Linked DNA regions of Sus scrofa: region 2 is linked to region 1. Evidence: chromatin contacts called from public Hi-C data. All regions are on one chromosome and are shown on one strand. The core of a region is the stretch at or near the end of the contact, and the rest is flanking DNA. Distances in the headings are between cores, read along the strand shown.

Region 1 (7,121 bases), core at 2,716-5,215:
TCTGTTGCTCTTCACCCAGCCACCAGGAAGTCACCTGCAGGTCACTTGCACCTGCCACAGAGTTGATTTTTAAAAATCCAGGAATTTTGCAGGCCAGTTATTAAACTGGGGGCAGCTGAAATCCGCCAGGATGGAAACAGTCATGTTATAGAAACTGGTCAACCCCCTCCCCCGCCAGAGCTGGTTTACCAGCTCCCTTCACCTACCAGCCTCATCCCTTAAAACTGCCAAGCTGCAGCTCTGCTCCCCAACCACCCCGAGCTCCTGCCAATTCCCTCTCACTTCTGCACCCCTGTAGCACCACTGCCTCAGAGGGAACCCCCTCCTCTTCTACAGGCTCTCTCCTCCTCATTCTGTTTGTAGGTCTTACACAAGTGTTCACCTCCTCAAGGGGACCTTTCTTGATGTTCTGCCCTCAGATTGACTGATGTATCCTTTCTATGTGTTCCCACAGCACCCTGTCCTTCATAAGCCTGTGTCTACCTCTCGGACTTCACATCAAAAGAGGGCTTGCTATTTGCCACACAATGAAAAAAAAAAAAAGTTGAAATGCACGATCTCATTTAACCCTCGTGATAACCAATCACATGAGATGTGTACTATCTTTGATGAAGAAATTCTTAGAGCAGTTCCCTAAGCTCCATGAGATTAGAGACTGCCTTGTTCTGCTGGTGCTTCAACTTGATGGGTGTGCAACACAAGCAGATACTGAATAAATTCATTCTAAACCGCTAAAACAACAGCTGACAAAATTCTATATTATGATGTTTATAGCTTTTTGTCCCCACATCTTACTAAGAGTCATGCATTCGCTAGAAACTTTCAAATAATGCTTCCGGAAAAGCTTACCCAGGACCCTCCATAACGAGCTGGTACAAGACTCCTTTTTCAGGCAGCAGCAACCAAGAGAGCACCCTGAATTGCTGTTCATTGGACCCCAACCCCACACTACCAAGTTTCCATCTACCTGTCAAGCCTCAGGGTCTGTGCCTTCTCCCTTAAAAGCACTGGCTTCCAGATGGTAAGGTGCTCAGGTGCTTTGTACTATTTCAGTGTTTTGCTTTTAAGTTGTGATTGCTCCACGACCACTGCTATGATTCAACTGACTTTTCTCATAGTTTCCAAACAGCAGCCAAGGAGCTGGGTTTTGAACTTGAAGCAGAGACAAAGCTTATGAACCTGGGTGCTCCCAGGTTGATTAGGGCACAGCTTCCAAAGACTTCTACCCAGGAGCAAACAGCGTCCCCCAGCGAAACACTATTCATTTGAGACGGAAACTGTTCCCATGTGACTTTACCTCTTGGACCACTCTGGCATCCAGGAGGAGTCTCTGCAGCATCCTAGCGGGACCTCACCTACCAATGGCCTCTGCAGTGCTCTCAGTCACCCCACTAGGTATTGGTTCCTTAACTGGATTCAAAATTCCTAAATGCAAGAGAGCGTCTCTTCCTTGGAATGGAAACATGTGCTTCCTGTAAGTAGAGAAATGGTTTATTTGAACCATGAAGAAAAATCACCCAAATCAAGCTTAAGGACTTCTCAAAAAGTCAAGTGATTAAAAATTGTTTCTTTTTTTGTGTGTGTGTGTGATGCCTAAAGCTAAAATTTTATTGATGACTCCTGAAGATTAACTATCAGAATCAGAGAAACACTCAAGAGAGGTTGCTCTATTTGAAGAAAACTGAAGTAAAACAATTCTATGAGCAAGGTTCAAGCTCCCTCTTCTCTAATCTCCTTTGGCAAAATATTTGCTAACACAGTAAAGCAGACGGAAATAAACTTTGTTATGAGAGTTTCATAAAAGGAGCTACTTACCCGGTTCAGGTTTCTATACTTCACCGTACTTTAAAGGGGATCCTTTAAATCCAAGACAGTAAGAAATGACGAAAAATATTGTTGACAATAAATGAACCCATACTCTGTACTGTGTATTACATGCACCACACACAGTGGTTGGTATCATTACTATTGATTCCAATATGTATAGAAAAGCTATTTTGAGCCAAAATTTCCTTTTATGCTGCTGACTTTTCTAAAATTTGGGCCACAAACTATATTCACAGAGAGTTCCTGGATACAGCCATCATGATATCATCATTCTATCACCAAGGTAGAGTTGGTGTCTTGAGTAGAAGCTTAAATTTGGAGGTCTCCAAATCTAAACGTCTGACAAGGCTCCTTTTCCTCCTAAGTTGTTTAAAATTGAGTAGATTATACACACAGTAAACTGCTTAAATCTTAAGTACCCAGCTTAATTATTTTTGTATACCTACACATCCATGGAACTATCATGGAGACAAGACGTAAACTATTTCCAGCCTTCTAGAAGCCTTCCTGGTGCCCATTTGCAGTCCCCCTTCTTCTATCACTATTCACTATTAATAAGATAATCACTATTCTTCTATCACCGTGAGTTAGTTTTAACTATCTGTAAACTTTGTATAAAATGGAATCATAATTATATTCTTTTGTGCCTATTTCCTTTTCTGCCCCCCTTTTTTCTATTTACAGCCTCACCTGAGGCATATGGAAGTTCCCAGGCTAGGGCTCGAATCAGAGCTTCAGCTGCCGGCCTACGCCACAGCCACAGCAAAGCAGGATCTGAGCCCCATCTGTGACCTACGCCAAAGCTTGCAGCAACACCAGATCCTTAACCCCCTGAGCGGAGCCGGGGATTGAACCTGCATCCTCATGGAGATGTGTTGGGTTCTTAACCCACTGAACCACAACAGGAACTCCCCTGTCTTCTTTCACTCAACATGATTTCTGTGAGTTTCATCCATGTTGCTCCCTGTGACAACAGCTGGCTCTTTTCCAGTGTTTTGTAATATTCTATTGTTGATGGACATTGGAGTTTGTTAAAATCTTTGGTTATTATGAATAAAGCTACTGTGAACATTCTTGTATATCTTTGAGGTGGACCTGTTTCTCCTGGGTACGTATCTAGAAGCGGAGGGTAGAGGTGGCTATGTTTGGAATATTTATCTTCAGCTAATTGAAAAAAGTGGTGGTGGGGAGAGAAAAATTACCTCCTACTGGTATCTATTTGTGTTACCTGACCTTCTTAGAGAGTATTTTATAGTTTCAGTTGACCAAATGAAATAGATGTGCTTCGAGATAAAATCTCAAGGAGCAGCTGGGTAAAGTCAGAGAGCACTTGAACTGCGTAACTAATCCATTGTATATGGGCCACGTGAGATTTACTTGTGTGTTTTATTTGAGCCTCTCAAGAAAAGCCAAAGTTCCCAATTTTCTTGTCATTCAAAATTGGAGGGAAGATGAGAGGCTCTAATTAGATTCAACTATAAGTGCAACAATGCAACACAAAGCTACCTCTGGACCCCAAGTCATCGCTGAGGAATTAAACAATGCTCTCATCCAGCTGAATTTTTTCCACTGGTCACTGTGGAGTTTGGAACTTCCACTTGGAAGTCATCAGTGAGAATAAAAATATTTTTATTTATTATTCTACCCACAGCACCCACCTTCAAATAAAATGTCCCCTCTTTCAGGGTTTTTCCTAGGTTTGAGTTAATTCTTTGTGTGGGGACTAAATCGGGTGCCAAGTACAAGTTAATAATTATGTAATGCTTATCCTCTGGGGAAGCTGAAGTCTGATCAACTTCCTCCACATTGTAGAACTGTTTCTTCTTTCCCTTGAATGTTTCCTTGCCCACCCCTACGCTCCCCCCTGAAACCCGGCACACAAATGAGTTGCCTTTACCTTTTCTCTCCTAGTCTCCATTTGCACATCGCTTTATTCTCTGTAAACCCCCCTTGATAATGCGGCTCTCCCACTGTCTCTTCTCATATCCCATTGGCGTTAGATCAACTGTGCAAAGGTTATCTTGAGGTTTTGTCTAGACTTTTAAAAAAAGCATCCTGGGAATAGTTCCAGGCTTTTTGATTAACTGGGTAGTTCTGGAAAGTAAGTCTGCTTTTGCCATTTCTCACTTGAATTACGGTATTCAACAGTGGCCCTCTGCTTCAGGGTGTGCTGATGAGCGTTTCTGCTAATACAGGATGTGACAGCTTGGATTCTCATGAAAGCGTTCATTCTGAGGTCATTTCATCTTCATATATAATCTTTATTTAGATTTCTTCATAAATGAGAGAGGCGATGTTTGGCCTTTTCTGAAAATTTCTACCAAGTCCTTATCATAGAGATGTTTTGGGCCCGTGAATCTTTTCCTTCTCATCGTCTTAACTTCTTTTGGTTCAATTTAACCTTGTTTCAAAGGAACTTGGATCAGAGCAGACTCTTTTATACGCCATGTAGGCAACTACTTTTCATGATTATCCAATTTGTTCCTACGTTGAAATCGACACGTACCATTCAGAGAATTATGGTGACTCGGATTCTATTCAAAGTGATCAGTAGCGTGTGGCGACATGGGTGATATCAACCAACTGAGAATCGTCTACATATTCAGCTGCAGCTTCAATTCAGCCCCTGGCCTGGGAACTTCCACATGCCACCTGTGCGGCCGTAGAAGGAAAAAGAAAAAAAAAGCAGGAAATAATTTGCAAATTGGGCACTAAATGTATTTTTTAAGTCAAAGAGAAATAAAGGCAGTCACAATAGGGAGAACAAAAGAATAGTCACATATTGATCACAAAACCAAATCAGCACTACCCTCATGATGTGGGGCCAGGAGTTGCCTCTTGCTAAAGGAAAAGCAGGGGAGGAATAAACATGCATTGAGTGCTACATGACAAACACTTTGCAAACATTTTATGTGAGTTAAATGAAAGTCATGATCACAGGAGGGTGTGAGACAACTCTTCATAACAACAAGAATGGGGAATTCCTAAACCTACGGCGTTATGGATTTTTCAGATTCTTGTCCAGCCTGAAGGAAATTTCCTTAGGGATGACTGGAAGGGGTTGAGCAGCTGAGTTGCAAAGACTTCCCTGTCTTGCATAATTATGGGTGCACCTCAAAGGTGTATTTTCTCAATTGCTGCTTCCTGCTCTCTTAGCTTTGTTCTATCTCTGTCTTATTAAGTATTTAAAGCAGCTTGTTAATAACTTGCTTGTCTGTTTCTGTTGCTATTAGCTGCTACCCTAGGGATGGAACGTCTCCTGGGTTAGCTCAGTTCTTATGTTGGCTCTTATCCTGCTTGGGCTGCTTGCCCTTCCCACTTTTTTGGAATCTCCTGGCGACTTCCCCGGTTGGCTTCTGATTCTACACCTGCCAACTCTTGCTGACTCCTCACTCCTGGTCAGTGCTGGACTTGATCCACCTCAAACTGGTACCGCCTTGTTTGGCTTCCCATGCTTGTACAACTGCACTCTAGGTCTGATACATAAGACTGACAAAGGCACACATGGTTGTCCATATCTGTGGACCTTGGTGCAGTTAAAATAGATACATCTCATTGACCAAAAGTTATGACCAGGCTGATTCTGGAAATTATTCTTTCCATTGGCCTGCAGATCTAGGCTTAAAAATAAAATCAGAGTATTCCAAATGGTTGATCTCCAGCAAAAAGTTGCAGGAGAATCCAAATCTGCTTATCTATTTTCTTAAGGAAAAGCATCTAATGGTTTGATAACGCGGTAATGAACTGCATGTCAAAGTCATATTCTGCTGCCAGATAAGTTTTAGAAGATATACCACAATTGGAAATCTCTGACTTTCTGACTATAGAATAGAGTCTAGAGCTAAGTTGATTTCAAAAAAATTAATATTTAAAGAAAATAATCTTTTGTAAAAGGCTTGGCAATTCCTAGATGAGAGGGAAAGTGATCACAAGCTAATTAAATGGAGTTTATCTCCCAAAGGGCTGTCGCCAATTCTTTCCCTCCTTCTCCACGCATACAACGCCTTTGCCGAAAGGTGGAGTCGATTCCTTCACCACCTGGAATCTGGGATGTCCCCTGACGACTTCAACCAACAGAATATTGCGGAAATGACATTGCGTTAGTTTTGAGTTTGGGCTTTGTGAAGAGTGGACATTTCCACGTCCTGCTGCTTGGTGCTCCGAGCTGCCGTGTCAGAAGTCCAAGATACTTTGCTAGACAGAAAGGCCACAGAGCACAGAGATGCCAGACATGCGATGAAGAAGCCGTACTGGACCACCAGCAGCCCCGGTGGTCCTTCACAGGACGGCAGCCCAGCAGCTCTACAACTGCAGCTGCATGAGACCCCAAGGGAAGTCTACCCGGATAAGCCTAGTCAGCCCATCAAACGAGAAGAGACAATTACAAACTGTTGTCTTAAGCCACTAAGCATCGATATGTTTGATTACTAACAAACATATAGTAGATAGCTAAGACAAATGAGATAACTAAGACAAATGAGTCCCCAGGTTCAGAATAAGGCAAGAATCCAAACCAAGTACTTCCCATTCAAAAATTTTTATCCCTGAATTTCCCTCCCCACATTCAACTCAGTTGGCCTTTCTCCAGTTGTTTTATCCATAATTCTAGTAATGAATGTGATGATTAATGTTAAGCCTAAGTCTTATATGTGTGTATGTACATATATATTTATAAAGCTTGATCAAATCAAATCAAATTATATTGATTTGTTAATTTACTATATAAATACACAATTCACAAAAGCAATGGGCGCATCACAAAGTCAGGTGGTAGAATTGATGGTGGGGAATCCCAGCGGAGAGCACCAAATTTTACTTTTCGGTGATTTATTGGGCAACAAGGATACATCATACATGCTCTTATTCTTTTTCCATAAAAGGATACTAGTGGAAGCCATTTTAAGGCCCATTAAAATGATCCAACACGATACTTTATTCTCTGGCTTCCTGGAGAAAATATCCTGTATGATCCTTTGCTTTCTGGCTTCCAGAAGAAATTAATCCTCTGCCATAACCAAGAGACTTTTCCAGCCTCCCAGAAAGAAGAAATATAAAACTTCCGAGAGCCACAGTTCTGCTTCTGAACATCAGTTCAGTCTTCCTGCTGAAACTCTCTGGCTATATTCCTAATGTCAGTAACTGAACCTATGATTTGCCTATCCTGTCCAGAAATAGAGAGTGAGTATTATGTAGGGGAAAAAGAGTCAATATATTTTCCATGTACAGCAGAGTAGGCACTTTCTATGTGCTTATAGCTCCTAGTCCTGGGATATAGGTACTTTTCTTCTCAGTTC
Region 2 (6,636 bases), core at 1,276-3,775, 150 kb after region 1:
GCGTTTCCGTCGCAGGGGCTCCGGCAAAATGCAGCTTCCAGTTGCTGCTCCTCTGTTCAGCAAAGCACCTCCCGCCTACTCACATCTTAAACATAGAAACAAGGGCCTACAGAATGGTATTTTAATTTCTGTCAGAACCAAAGCCATGCTCGTCTGAATAAGTCAATTACAGCAGCGCTAGGCAGAGGAACAGTACAATCCCCCACACCTACCAGACTATTAGCATAAAAAGGGACAGAAACCGGTTCGCAGACGCAAAGCCGGAGAACAGCACCACCCAGTGGCGATATGAAAAGCTGCACGTGAGGAGCGAGAGGTTCCGTCCCGGCTCCATCCCCTCACTGAAATCTCAGTAAAATATCTTTCACCGTGCTGAAAAATCTCGAATGCGAGCCTCCTCAGAAGCTAACAACCAGGCTGAGAGCAAATCTTATTTCACATTTTCTGAGTAGCTGACACAAGATTTCCAGGTAAAACAGAATGTCTGTTTGGTGCCATATTTGAGACATGCTAGAGAAGTCCTCACTATCTAAAGTTCAAATTTAACGGAGCATCCACTATTTTTATTTGCTAAATCTGGCGCCCCTACACCTCCTATAATCTAAACCACCTCTATCCCAAAATACCCGCTCCTGGAGTTCCCGTTGTGGCGCAGTGGTTAACGAGTCCGACTAGGAACCATGAGGTTGCGGGTTGGATCCCTGACCTTGCTCAGTGGATTAAGGATCTGGCGTTGCCGTGAGCTGTGGTGTAGGTCGCAGACGTGGCTCGGATCCCGCGTTGCTGTGGCTCTGGCGTAGGCCGGTGGCTACAGCTCCGATTCGACCCCTAGCCTGGGAACCTCCATACGCCGCGGGAGCGGCCCAAGAAATGGCAAAAAGACACACACACACACACAAAACCCCACAAAATACCCACTCCCGGAGACCAGAGATGCATTCACATAGCTTAAGTCTTCCATTCAAGAGGCAGTAACACAACTGCGACAGGGAAGCTAGCGATGAGCGCAGTAGGCTGCGGTCCCCCAGCAATGAGCGGGAAAGACCCTGTCCCGCGATGCAAAAGACTAACAGGGGAGAGGAAACGCGGAAGGCGAAGTGGGGCTCCAGATAGACGGCGGGGTCATGAAGTAGGGGCATAGCGGCGGAGGGGGTGGGAAAAGGACCCACAATTTCAGAGCAGGGAGGGACGAGGGAACCAGCAACCCTTGCCTGGGGGCAAAGGTACAGACTTGGAGACGTTCCTGCCAGCCTACCGCCTGCTGCGGTGATTCCCTCCTCCTGGCGTCTGGGGTCGGCGAGCCCGAACTCGGGAAGGTAAGGCCGGAAAAACTGCCTTGTCCAGAAAGCCACTCCCCACCCACCGTCCACATCCAAGCAACCCGTTCTTTAGGAAGGGGTTACTTAAGGGGGCTTGCGTTCCAGTTTTCTGAAACCAAAAATGACTCTCCCCCCCCCAACCCCCTCAAGGCGCCAACTGGTTCTGCTTCCCTTTCAGAAACCCAGGACCCCAGGCCTTCTCCTCGCGCGCACCTTTGCAGTGAACCGCGATGGCCCCCTCGGTGTTCTCGCAGATGTTCAGGAACCTTCGCACGATGTTGTCGCTGGGTGTGCTGCCGTCGATGAAGAAGAGGTCGTAGTGCTCGAAGCCGGCGTCTGTGAAGCGCTTCGCCTCGTAGATCTTTTTGTTCAGCCTCACAACTGCAGTCACGTTATGCTTTTTGAAATAAGGAAAGTAGGCCTCGGGGGCGTGAAGCGGATAACCTAAAGGAGAGAGAGAAGCTGTGAGCCGGAGGGACGCATTTCATCTTAGGAACCCCAACACCCTTCGCAGGGAAGATCCTTCATCTCAACAGAGATCGGGAGCAAAGCGATTTCATGAGTGAGGTGGGCCCAGCAGTCTGAATAACGGAGAGAAACACCTAGGAAGGAAAGAAACCTTCTCCAACTGGAAAAAGCTCTGAATGCTGGGGAGCGCACTCCACCTTAACCGAAGCAGGCCTCTGGAGGCGCTCGGATGTGCACAGTAGGCTCGGAATAACTCTTTGTGCTTTTGGCTCCTCTTGACAAACACCTGTGAACTATGGTGAAAGCCTTTTTGCCAGACCTGCAGTTTTCATCCACAGCGCAACCCCTGCAACAGACTGCTTCCTGAGCACCTGCCATGCACAAGTCACAAGGGCAGATAATTCCCTTTAATTCTCAAAACAACCTATTAAGAAAAAAATTGTAAACCCCATGTAACAGATTACAAAACTACATGAGGTGAAGTTAGCATCTTTTTTTGTAGACCTTTTCTGTTTGGAGAACAGATGCTCAGCCTCCAACCCCCTTCTAAGGTGAGTGGGTTCAGCATCTGGTGAGTGTTCCTGGGAGCAGCAGTCGGCTGGGTTACAAACAGTTGGGCCGCCAACCAAGGTGACCAGTGGGCACTTTGCCTTGCTGGGCAGCCCCAGGGGTTAAGGGGACTAATTTCTCAGCGCACTGATTACACTGGAACTCATCCATGGTACTGGGCTCTAAGCCAGGTAGGCAGCAGCAGCCAGTAAAGTGAACCAGCAGTTTCTGTACTGTGTCCCTGGCTGAATTTTCCACGGCCTCGGATCTTGCCCTTGCTGGTCATTTCCCACCTTCTCTCAGGTCAAGCCAGCTCTCAGCTGCCTCGGCTGGGCTGCATGTATTACACTTCCCCAGCTACCTTTCCCACTGGCTTCCTGTCAGAGGGAAAAGTGAGAGGCCCTGAAGCACAAGCTGAGCAACTAGAGGCCGAGGGAGGGAGAAGGGGGGTCTCCTGTCCTCCTGCCAGCAAGGCTTTAGTGGCAGAAGGGAGGACACTCCCAGCACCAGCCTACAGCCCAGCATCAGGCTCTCCTGCCAAATGCAAGCCCAGCCCCCAGATGCAAGCACCAGCCTTCAGGCTCCCAGCACCCGCCCAGCTCCCTGGGTCTGGGAACCCCACGTTTTCTTTTCTGTCCCCTCAGCCTTAAAGGCAATAGCTATTTCTTCCTTAATATGCTGGATTTTTTGTGGGGTTTCGTTTTTGTTTTTGTTTTTTTCAGTTACCCTTTTACTTTTTAGCCTTCTCTCTGACAAATTCCTTATACTGCATTCCCTCTGTTCGAAATTAAGTAGCTTCCATTTCAGGCTGGATCCTACTGATACACGAGCTCTCTCAGATCCTGTTCATTTTCTAAACCTCATTCTCCAGCCTCCCCTTGAAGGCTGTGAGCTCCCCAATACAATTCCAGTATGCCTTTTGGGTTCCGTTGATGAGAATTGGTTCCGCTGCCTGCAACACAGAGCCCTAACTGGCCAAGGTCACACAATGACTGGAGGCAGAATGAGCAGACTGGCCTAACCGATCCACAGTACAGCTATGCTATTTTCACAAGCCATGCTGCTTTGGAGCAAACAGGTAATATGAAGCTCATTCACGATGTTCTGCACAGAAACAGTGACTTATACACATTTAGAGAAAACATGCCTTTCAACTTGGAAAAATTCAAATCTGTTTTCTTAGTTGGTTTATTTGCTCAAATCATTTTACAGCCTAAAGGGGAAAATAACTGAGGCTGGCATAAGGAAACAGGAGCTTCTCTATCATGGGAGAAATGGAAGGAGAGGACCCATAATACGTGGCACGGGACCTTCTCCTGGTGTGACAGGCTGACAAGTGCTTCTGACCCTGGGTTCCTAGCATACCTGGCACCTCTGTGGCGACTCCCATGAAATGTGCTCACAGTTCATTGGGTGTCTGTCCCCTCCCCTCCTCCACCAAGGCTGTAAGAACTTCTCTTCATATTTGAGTTTCCATCAGCAGTAAATGGCATTACAAATAATACACTCAAATCAACTATCAAGAGAAACCGTGTCTGTCTTTTGAGAAAAGAACCCTGAACAGTTATCCAAATATGGCAGTGGGGCATTGAAATAGTAACAATAACAATAATAATCACTCTAACATTTACCGAAGTGCTTACTTTGTGCCAGGTACTAAGCTTAGTGCTTCATGAATATTATCTCATTCAGCCTTACAATGGCTCAGTCCCTGTTGCCTGCGAAAGGGGACTGGCCCCTGCACACACTGCTGGGAAGAGAGAGAGGCAGCATTTGAACATTGGCAGTCAGATTCCAGGGCTTGTGCTGAGGCTGATTTCAGGTAAAGTCCAACTTGATTCAATTAGTTAGGTCTTCAAAAAATGAGACAGGACTGAACATTTGAGGCTGCACTTCCTAGAGCTGGTTGAGGAAGTTTCTTTAAATCCTCAAAAGGTCCTACTGTATAGCACAGGAAACTATATACAGTCTCCTGGGATAGAACATGGTGGAAAATAATCTTTTTTGAATGTATGTAGGTATATACACATACATATATTTGTATGACAATCACTTTGCTGTATAGCAGAAATTGACACAACATTGTAAATCAACTGTAAATTTAAAAAATCCTCAAAAGCATTTCAAATGAGTTATAACCAAAAAAAAATGACAATAACCTCCGAACAACTATTTGTGGGTGTTTTCGGTGTATCTGGATGCTTTTAAGGGGGGAATGGCTTTGGTAATGCGCACAGAGCTGACGGAGCATGTGTCCAACCCTGTGTCCAATCTGATCCTTACTCCATCTGGCCACTAGATGGTGCCCTGGCATCAGTAAAGCACAGGCAGAGCCCTGGCATTGACCAAAGAGATGCAATTTCAGAGCTAAGAGAGATTGTAAAATTCATCTCTTCCCAGCTTCTCTGTGAAAGTTAAGCAACTGAAGAACAGTAGAGTCAAATGATTATTCCACCCATTTTCCCTTAAAACTGAAAACTGCAAAATAAGCAGGTAAATGTGGACAGCAATAAAATATGTTTATTAGGTCCATAGTGATAAAACTGTAATCAGAACATCTGCTATCTAGTAAGTACCTATTAATGTGCCTGACACTGCAGAAGGCATTTCCTGTAACATCTCTACTCCTCACCAAATGCCTGCAATGTGCATCCTATTTCCCCATTTGACACAAAGAGGAAACTGATGATGAGAGAAGAACATTCAGGAACTCTCAGAAGTTCACACAGCCAGTTTAAGGTGGAGCCAGGAGTCAGTCAGCTCAGGCTCTTCACACCTGGCTGGCTTCTCTCTTTAAATGAGCAGGCTGACACTTCAAATTGTTGGGATTCCCTGTCTCAAGGGTTTTTTTCTCTGTGCTTGCTTGCTTTCCTTAAAAAAATAGAGATGAAGGGCATGTTCCCATCTGAGAATTTGGAGGGGGGGGATTTGAAATCTGAAATATGCTTTGTTCTACTGCTATATTATTCATTTATCAATTCAAACTTGTTTGACCAAAAAAGGGTAGGAGGTAAGGTTCCCCCGCCCCCTTGGCAAAACAATGTGAACAATGATGACTGAAAGAAGCTCCTCCTTGGTCTCTGTTGACACAACACATTACTTAAAACAGTTACAATGCATTCTGCCAGATCCCAAGATTTTAGGGCTTCCATTTGCTACATCCTAGCAACAGCTATTTAAGTGTTAATTCCTTAAAAATCCACCTTCTCTACTAACAAACCCCTAAAATGACTTTCGGTCTCCTCAGGAAACTCAGGATTTCTCAACTCAAAAAGAAAAATGAAAAAAAGAAAAAAAAAAAAAGAATGAGCCAGCATTTCAGGGTAATTGGATCAAGTTTATTAATTCCATCAGAGAATTATTAAGTCCAAAAAGGATTTACAAACTTAAAACCCTTTACCAAAAATACCATGAAGTTTCCAGTGAGTATCAGATCTAAAATGGGGATTCCAGTAAATTATCAATATTTTACCAACAATAGCCTTAAATGAAATTGTTGCAGACAAAAAAACTGGCAAGTATCAGGTAAGCAGCAATTTCAGACCTTTTTTTCTCAATGTGAGAGGGCACCATACATGCAAAGAAAAAAACCATGTATTCAGAGCAAATGATATCTTAACAGTGGCTATTTCTAAGTTATATAATTACAGGTGACTTTTTATATAGATTGCTTAAACTTTCTGTAGTGAAATATACTGCCTCTGTAATAAAATTAAAAATAACAGACTTTAATCAGAGAGATCTGTGTTTGAATCGACACCCTGCCACTTTCCAGCTGTGAGAAGCTGGCCAAGTTAGGTTACCAAGCTTCCATCTTCTCTTCCGTAAAGTAACTACCAGCTGTCCAGAGGGTGGTTCTGATTATTAAATAGATGAGGTGCACAGAAGGCTTAGTACCACTCCTAGCATATAAGCAAACGGTGGCTAATTATTTCCCTATATTGTAATATGGGACCAAAAAGAATTTTTAAGATTTTTGACAATTAAGAATTGACACAAAATACTCATATCTTTTTGTGTAGCGGTTCTACATAGAATTTAGAAGAAACTACGGCTACAAAAAAGATATGTGGAGATGTATGCCAACCACCAGTTTTTAAAAAGTGAAAAACTGTGAACAACTTAGATCTCATTCAAAAAGTGGACTGATTAATGAAATTATGGCACAGTCACTGAATACAGTCATGGAAAATTATAATGAAGATCTACATTTACCGCCATGGAAAGAAGTCTATGATGTGTTAAGTGAAAAAAAAAAGCTGCCAGTAATTATGTTTTGACTCCAGGCTGGTTAAAAGAA

The links. Hi-C and Micro-C count contacts between places; a contact is called where the count stands out from the background.
Region 2: a contact with region 1 is called in a Hi-C map of liver, with 7 times the contacts expected there. A contact is called at or near these places in 3 of 47 Hi-C or Micro-C datasets (epiblast stem cells and liver) and 1 of 2 datasets of targeted methods (alveolar macrophages).

The regions. Positions count from the first base shown.
Region 1 is chr4:117,552,671-117,559,791 of Sscrofa11.1, forward strand. No RefSeq gene overlaps it. Among named protein-coding and RNA genes, the nearest start is that of VCAM1, 45 kb to the left of the region's middle.
Region 2 is chr4:117,699,441-117,706,076 of Sscrofa11.1, forward strand. CDC14A (dual specificity protein phosphatase CDC14A) reads right to left here. Exons shown (of 16, transcript XR_002343573.1): 9 at 1,533-1,763. Among named protein-coding and RNA genes, the nearest start is that of GPR88, 79 kb to the left of the region's middle.